Linked DNA regions of Gadus morhua: region 1 is linked to region 2. A link is a contact called in public Hi-C data. All regions are on one chromosome and are shown on one strand. The core of a region is the stretch at or near the end of the contact, and the rest is flanking DNA. Distances in the headings are between cores, read along the strand shown. Region 1 holds the start of LOC115553604 (trafficking kinesin-binding protein 1). Region 2 holds the start of LOC115553855 (pituitary tumor-transforming gene 1 protein-interacting protein).

Region 1 (3,662 bases), core at 556-3,055, 180 kb after region 2:
CCAAATTAATTTGTTATATCTTACGGGTGAAGTTGTCATGTCTGCAAGGCTGCAAGCAAGGCTGCAAGGCAGTTATAGGTATCTACACAACAAGGAATTCAGTACGATTACTATTTCCACGAAACTAGGGTAAGGAAAGGTACAACACACTGATTAATCTAAACCAATTATTGTGTTCAAAGTTCAGATTCCTGAAAGTGAAAGACTATTCGAGATAATGTTAACCTCATAAAACCTCATAGAACCTGCCAAAGTTAGATTTTGGGCTAGATTGTTCTTGGTGTGAAGGAAATGCTGGTAATGAATGCCTTTGCGTTTTGTTCTTAATTGTTTCTGTTATTCCCAGTAACAACAACTGTTTTAGACATACTTTACAGTGTGCTAACTCCTATGGTCGTGAGAGACTGTCTTGGATAACACTGGTTTTAAAACATTCTTGGTTTTGTCTCTGTATACAATATGACAACATGTTGTGGTCATATTCAGTCACTCTGAAATAACTCACTCAACATACCAACAAATACTCCATTAGCCTCTCTCACTCGCACGCACGCACACACGCACGCACACACACACACACACACACACACACACACACACACACACACACACACACACACACACACACACACACACACACACACACACACACACACACACACACACACACACACACACACAGAATGCCAGGAAGCCCTTCCTTGACATTGAATGCACTTATTTTTTGATAAACACAATGGATCGTTGGATCAGGGTTTTTCAACTTGCATGAGGGTACTGTAGGTGGTACCTGCCTTGTGGTTTCCGTCCTAAATTTTCCACTGGTATGTTTTTGATTTCTGTTTTGTGTTGCTTTGTGTTTGCTAAATAAACACACTTGGACCATAAACAGCATTTTCCACTCATTTTGTCTTCTAGCAAGTCTTGGGGACTGTCACTCTTTGCTCAGTCACTGTATGTGTATTTATCTATTTTTACTGTTTGAGGTGGTCCATTAAAGGTCTAGATGACAATATAATGGTCCACCTCATGTCAAAGGTTCAAAACCACTGAGTTAGATAATAGCAAACTCTATAATGACCAACGTTACAGGAAGCATATTCATATTCATTTTTCAAAAAGTCCTCGGTAAATTATCAAAACACATTTGCTCACCTATCCCATCCTGTACTTGTGAGAGCATTGTAATAATTGTGTTTGTTGGCGATGGTGGTGGTGTTGTAAAATGGTGTAGTAAACCCTAGTCTACATGGCACTGGTGTATAATGTCTCAAGAATGATTTGGTACCGGCTGCTATAATGCAATGGTTAAAGGTAAAGGTTTTACTGTTTCATCTAATCATAAGCTTTGGGGGGCTGACACTACTTTTGGCCCACGACCAACTAAATATTTGATGCCTAATAAGCATTACATCTCCTTACAATGTCAAAAAATATTATTGTTTTTCTAGAGGTGCTGTTCATGGTTACAGTATTCCCCTTTTCAGCCTTCAAATATGCAATTGAAGTGTATTGTGGCCATGATCCCGTGAGTGACCCACTGTGTCCCCCTACGACCCGCAGTTTGTAGTTTGTTGACCACAGCTTGTCATGTGGGCATGGATCAAACCATACAGTAGGACATGACACGTGTTAGTGTTTAACAAGTGACTGATCATTCACTAGACTTCTTTTCCTCTTTTCAGATGTGTGACTTCTGGACGAGTGACTTCTGGAACAGCTTCTTGTTCCAAGAAGGATATAACGGGAAACACTCACTGACCCTCTGACTTTCATAAATGGCTAGTCCTGCTGTCGATCAGTGACCAATCGGTGCCAAGCTGGACCTGCACGCTCCGCCTCAACCCACCTGGTCTGGCTCATCGACCCCGCCCCCTGAGCGGTTCTGCAAACACAGGCTCTGGCTCTCTAGTCCAGGGCTCAGCACGGCCAGCTGCGAAGAGCAGTATGTCGCTGAGGCCACGCCCCCGGAGTGCACAGCCCAGTACAGAGACGCTGAAACGATTACAGGTAAGGTCAAACACTGTCTCCTTGTTCACCGACACCCAGCTTATGTATTACGGTTCTGATATTCGGGCGAGGTTGTCAGTGAATCAATTAATTAATTGCGTTAAGTTGATTGGTGCGTTGAACAACATTAAAATTAGGGGGGTGTTATTCCTAATGTTATTGCATGGAATGTGCCGAGACATATTCCTTTCCCAGACACAGTATACGACTGTTGTGTGGACAGTAGACACACACCCCCAAACCACACACGCATGTGTGTGTGTTTGTGTGTGTGTGTGTGTGTGTGTGTGTGTGTGTGTGTGTGTGTGTGTGTGTGTGTGTTGTGAGAAACTGACCTTTCCCTGTGACCCCATTTATATTTACTTCCTCCCCCGAGAGTTCTTGGCAGAACTCTTGGGAACATCCCACATCATCCACATTGGATACAAATGTACATTTTGTTTTCAATGCACATAGGATACAAGTCTTCCTAGGGTTCTCTTTTTTCTCCTTTTTTCTCAAATGTAATTCCCTCTACCTCAAGATTTGGCTGGAGATGGCCTTAAATTATTGTTTTGTTTATTGTTATTTTTATTATAAGGGTGCCTTTAAACTCTCAATTGTGGTTTAGTATATTATAATTCGTAAATGTACAACACTTTTAGATGGTCAGCGTATATTCTGGGTATTCCTGTAATGAAGGCTTATTTGACAAGACATGGATAGCGTAACATAAGTTACTGATATGTTATTAAGTAATTAGGGCCATCTGCTGGTATCTATTTGTTCCTACAACAGTAAAGTTTAATTTATACTGTGGCGATCAATTCCCTGACCGCTCGCTACAATACTATATTCTTTAGACTCTCTCATCTTTGTCTTTGCGAGTGCATATGTGTTTGTGCGTTCTGAAAAGTATAATGGATTAATTCTGAGATTAATGATGATAGGGGGTTAGGGGAAAATTTTCTGTGGTTCTACCATTCAGTGGTAAAATAAAGAATTGGGTCAGTAGTACAGTTGGGAGAGAAGAGTTCTAATAAATGCAACACACTGTGTGTGTGTGTGTGTGTGTGTGTGTGTGTGTGTGTGTGTGTGCGTGTGCGTGTGTGTGTGTGTGTGTGTGCGTGTGTGCTTGGGGAAGACTTTCTTTGTTTTTTTGCAGAGAATTTCATGCAATTGTTTTGACATTATTTTGTCCTAGATCAGTATAGTACAGGCCTTCAGTGTTATTGGCAGAAATTCAGATTGAGTCAGAGTTTGAATTACCTAATCAGCCTTTCTGTCTTTTACTCATTCCCTAATGTCTCATGCAACTTGCATTATACATTAACATAACCCGCGAAACAGGGAACCCTAGCCCTCAGCCTAACCTGACTGAAAGGCCTAATGTTACCCTGTAGTGGACATATGGCACAATAAATGCATAAGTGTGCTGCATTGCCGCCGCATAATCTTGTATCTCTGCTGAACTCAGGATGAGCATAGGTAATATTGACAAAAGGAGTGAATCTCACTCCATGGCCACTTAAATGGGTACACCTGCCTGCTGTGTTGTGGCTTCAACTCAGTACATAAAGCATGCAGACCTGGTGAAGACATCGTTCAACCAAACTAAGTGCCTTCCACAGTGGAATGATTATTTGTCAAGATGGTTTCAGCGTCTAAGAAAA
Region 2 (3,380 bases), core at 773-3,272:
TGCATCACGATGGTGGCTACACACACAAAGAGCTTTCGGTACTTGAAAGGGGCTGTATTTTAAAATAATTTGTGATATTATATGAAGGCATGGAATAGGTCTTACTAATGCATATGTAAGAACGTATAGGATGCAAAACTTGTTAAAAAAAAATGTTTCAGTGAAGCCTACCTGAAAAGTTGGGATATTCCAAAGAAACAAACGCCATCTTGAGAATATGCTATTTAATCAGCGCAATTTTCGCAACAATTAAGAGATAAATAGATGCATCAATTTGTACCATAATTGAGGTAATTTTCTGCAACAAAAAGGGAACATCTTTTGTTCATTTTTTTTACACAGGATTTGATGAATAGGACAGCTGCTATTGCCGTTTTAGTTCTCTGAGGGGAAACAGCGGCCAGGTGAAGCATATGTCCAACACATGAGACGGGATTCAGAAGGTTCAACCATTCAGTTGGTTCCCTTTAATTGTGATGCATGACAGATGCAAGCGCAAATTAAATATTTTACTCAAAGAGATATCTTATATATTTAGAAAAATTAGTGCACAGATTGACACTCGATATGAAAGACATTGTTGGGCAAACTATGTTGAAACAAAGAGCGTGAATTCTTCTTAAACGCATTTTGTATAGGCCTAGTGTCTAAAAAAATTGGGACATAAAGGGAAAATGTATTTGCAGCATCATGTCACAAATGTACACATGTAATGCATGTCAGAAAAAATGGCTAGGAGAAGTAAAGTAGGCCTACACTCCATTAAAAAACATGCCAATTCATTCTGTATACACTTTGCCATGCGGTTCCTCGTTTTTGGCGCCCTCCTACCTCTATGTTCTGACCGACCGTTTGCATCCTTGCCTAGAATCCTACCGCCACCTAGTGGCGAATGTACTCCAGTCCAGTATGGCCAAAACAACGAAACTAAACTTTGTATATTCCAAAAATATGCGTCTAAACGACAGATGGGACAATTTATATGGCATTCATATACATTAATATTTATTTACTAACTGATCAGCCAAACTTCTAATCAGAACCAGTGGAGCTTAATGTAATTGATCAGTGCCCTCCCAAAACTTCTATACATTAATTTAAATTTTCCTGAAACTCGTTCTACTAAATAATCACAAGGAAAAGAACCGCATAACGATTAGTTACTGGTTGCCTCACGACATAGAGACATTGCAACTTGTCTTTCCTTTCTCGTTACGAAATGTAGGTTAATGGAATTGGCAATAATGCTTTGATGTGATCCAAGACCAGTATGCATGGAAATATATCACAAATAAAAATGTATGTAGTATTTACCACGATCAGATAGATTGCAAATCGGTAGATAGGCTACTGGTTACCTGTTGGATCGAATCTTAAAGATAGGTAGTATATTAAACATAATGAGCGGCTACTATTGATCAAGAATAACAAAACCTGTTAATGACTGGAACGGGTCGCTCCAAATCAGCGCTAGAGGGAGGAAGGATCTTTCGTTACATACGTTTAGCGGTGAGAGATGGAGAGAGAGGGTCGGGACTTTCGATAGATAAATGTGTCGGATATTGCTTTTCACATTTTCAATCAAGGGTTAGAATTAATACCTATTCTTCTTGTCATTGTAGTTTTTTGTAATGGTCATTTTATTCTCATCCGGGACTGTTTATTTACGTACGAAATAAGAGACGGGAAATATCGTTGCGGTAGACCGGGATAACGCCAAAATTCACGGTCCTCTCTCCATTGCTACCATGAAGGCTGAAGGCAAGCTCCCCCCGCCAGGCTTGGCACGTGACTGACACGCCCACCTCAACACATCCAGGAAGTACCAGTTCATCAGCGATAACACCACAGGATCAGAAGGGCGAGAACGAGAACCCCTGGATTAGACCGATTTGATGACCACTGTTATTTAACGTTTACCCTGCTCGATTGAATGACGAATATGAATCATTCACACAAAAATTGTGTCGCCATGTCGGTGTTCTTCACAGTAGTTTTGTTCGTTTTCATCGGCCAGACGGAATGCCAAACGGACGGTAACGTCACACCTCCAGCGAAGCGTAAGCACCAACTTTTATACTTGTACTAGTACTACTACACTAGTCATACTACTAATATTCACAATTCTAACACTACTACTTTATAAGCTTTGTTTTCCACATGCAGTCCTTGCATTTCTGTAGCACTTGTTGCAAGGCATACTGTCTTTAAAATGCGTCACACTGCGATCAGCCATCAAATCCAACTGGGGAAAGTAGAAGTAGTCATCATTTGGCACAAAGGTCAGCCTCAGTAAGTCTCTAAATTTCGTTTCATTTTCCCAGCTGTTCTGCATCCACAACATGCAACTCCTGTCTCCAGTCATCCAAGGTAAGGCCCAGAGGACCTTCTGGTTCATTACATTGTGTGGCTGTGTGTGGAGATCATAACGAAGATCACTATCAAAATCACTTTGGTTATTGACATGTTTTTGCTTTCTGCGTAGTGTTTATGGTGTTACACCAACGACACCTGTACGGATTACCCCGTGAGCCACCTGCTCCCTTCCTCAGCGGAATGCAAGCTGTCCGACGCGCGCTGGGGAGTCTGCTGGGGTGGGTGCTGCGTCTACTGGGACGCACACGCACAAGCACATGCACCAGTAAACATGTGTATCACCTCAAGAGTTTTTTTTTAACTGGGACATGTTGCAGTCAAATAGAGACAAATGTTCACTATGCATTTATCCATTTATGTTAGTTTCATCATGACATTATTTGGGGAGGAGCTTCCCAAACATCACTTCTTCGGGTTTGCTGAAATGTGTTTTTGTGTTAACACGAGAGAAACGTACTTTGCTCTCGTCTTCTTATTTAAAGCTTTTTCATGTGCTGGGACGCGCGCGCGCGCACACACACACCACACACACACACACACACACACACACACACACACACACACACACACACACACACACACACACACACACACACACGCGCACGCACACACACTTTTTTGTGTTAACATGAGAGTTATATATGGTATTTTCTCCTTTTGTGTTCTTACTTTAATCGAAGCATAGGTTTATAAGACTCGATTCCTGTCTCTAGGCACAAGTAATATCAAACAAAAGTTAAAGGTGTTTGTTTGGTGGATTGTCCAAAAATAACCCCAACTTTCCAACATGCAAATATGTGCTAGAGCAGTCTGGTGTCTTAAGTTTCGTTTAGTTTCATTTTCACAAATGCAATAGGTGTAGTTGCGCTACATTGACACTGGGTGGCAGCATTGCTTCATCGGTCAACTGCAACTTGCTTTTGTGGTTCGCCAGAGCTATTTTTGAGGCAACCCATAATTTTATTCTTCAGCATTTTTTTATATTTCATTAATAGGAGTTAATA

Evidence for each region. Hi-C and Micro-C count contacts between places; a contact is called where the count stands out from the background.
Region 1: a Hi-C map of gill shows a contact between it and region 2, with 3 times the contacts expected there. The contact joins the promoter of LOC115553604 here to the promoter of LOC115553855 in region 2. A contact is called at or near these places in 3 of 6 Hi-C or Micro-C datasets (blood, gill and heart).

Annotation. Positions count from the first base shown.
Region 1 is chr11:18,364,885-18,368,546 of gadMor3.0, forward strand. LOC115553604 (trafficking kinesin-binding protein 1) reads left to right here and starts at 1,806. Exons shown (of 16, transcript XM_030369995.1): 1 at 1,806-2,010.
Region 2 is chr11:18,186,362-18,189,741 of gadMor3.0, forward strand. It overlaps LOC115553855 (pituitary tumor-transforming gene 1 protein-interacting protein), which reads left to right and starts at 2,023. Exons shown (of 7, transcript XM_030370378.1): 1 at 2,023-2,036; 2 at 2,325-2,370; 3 at 2,486-2,594. The coding sequence starts at 2,023.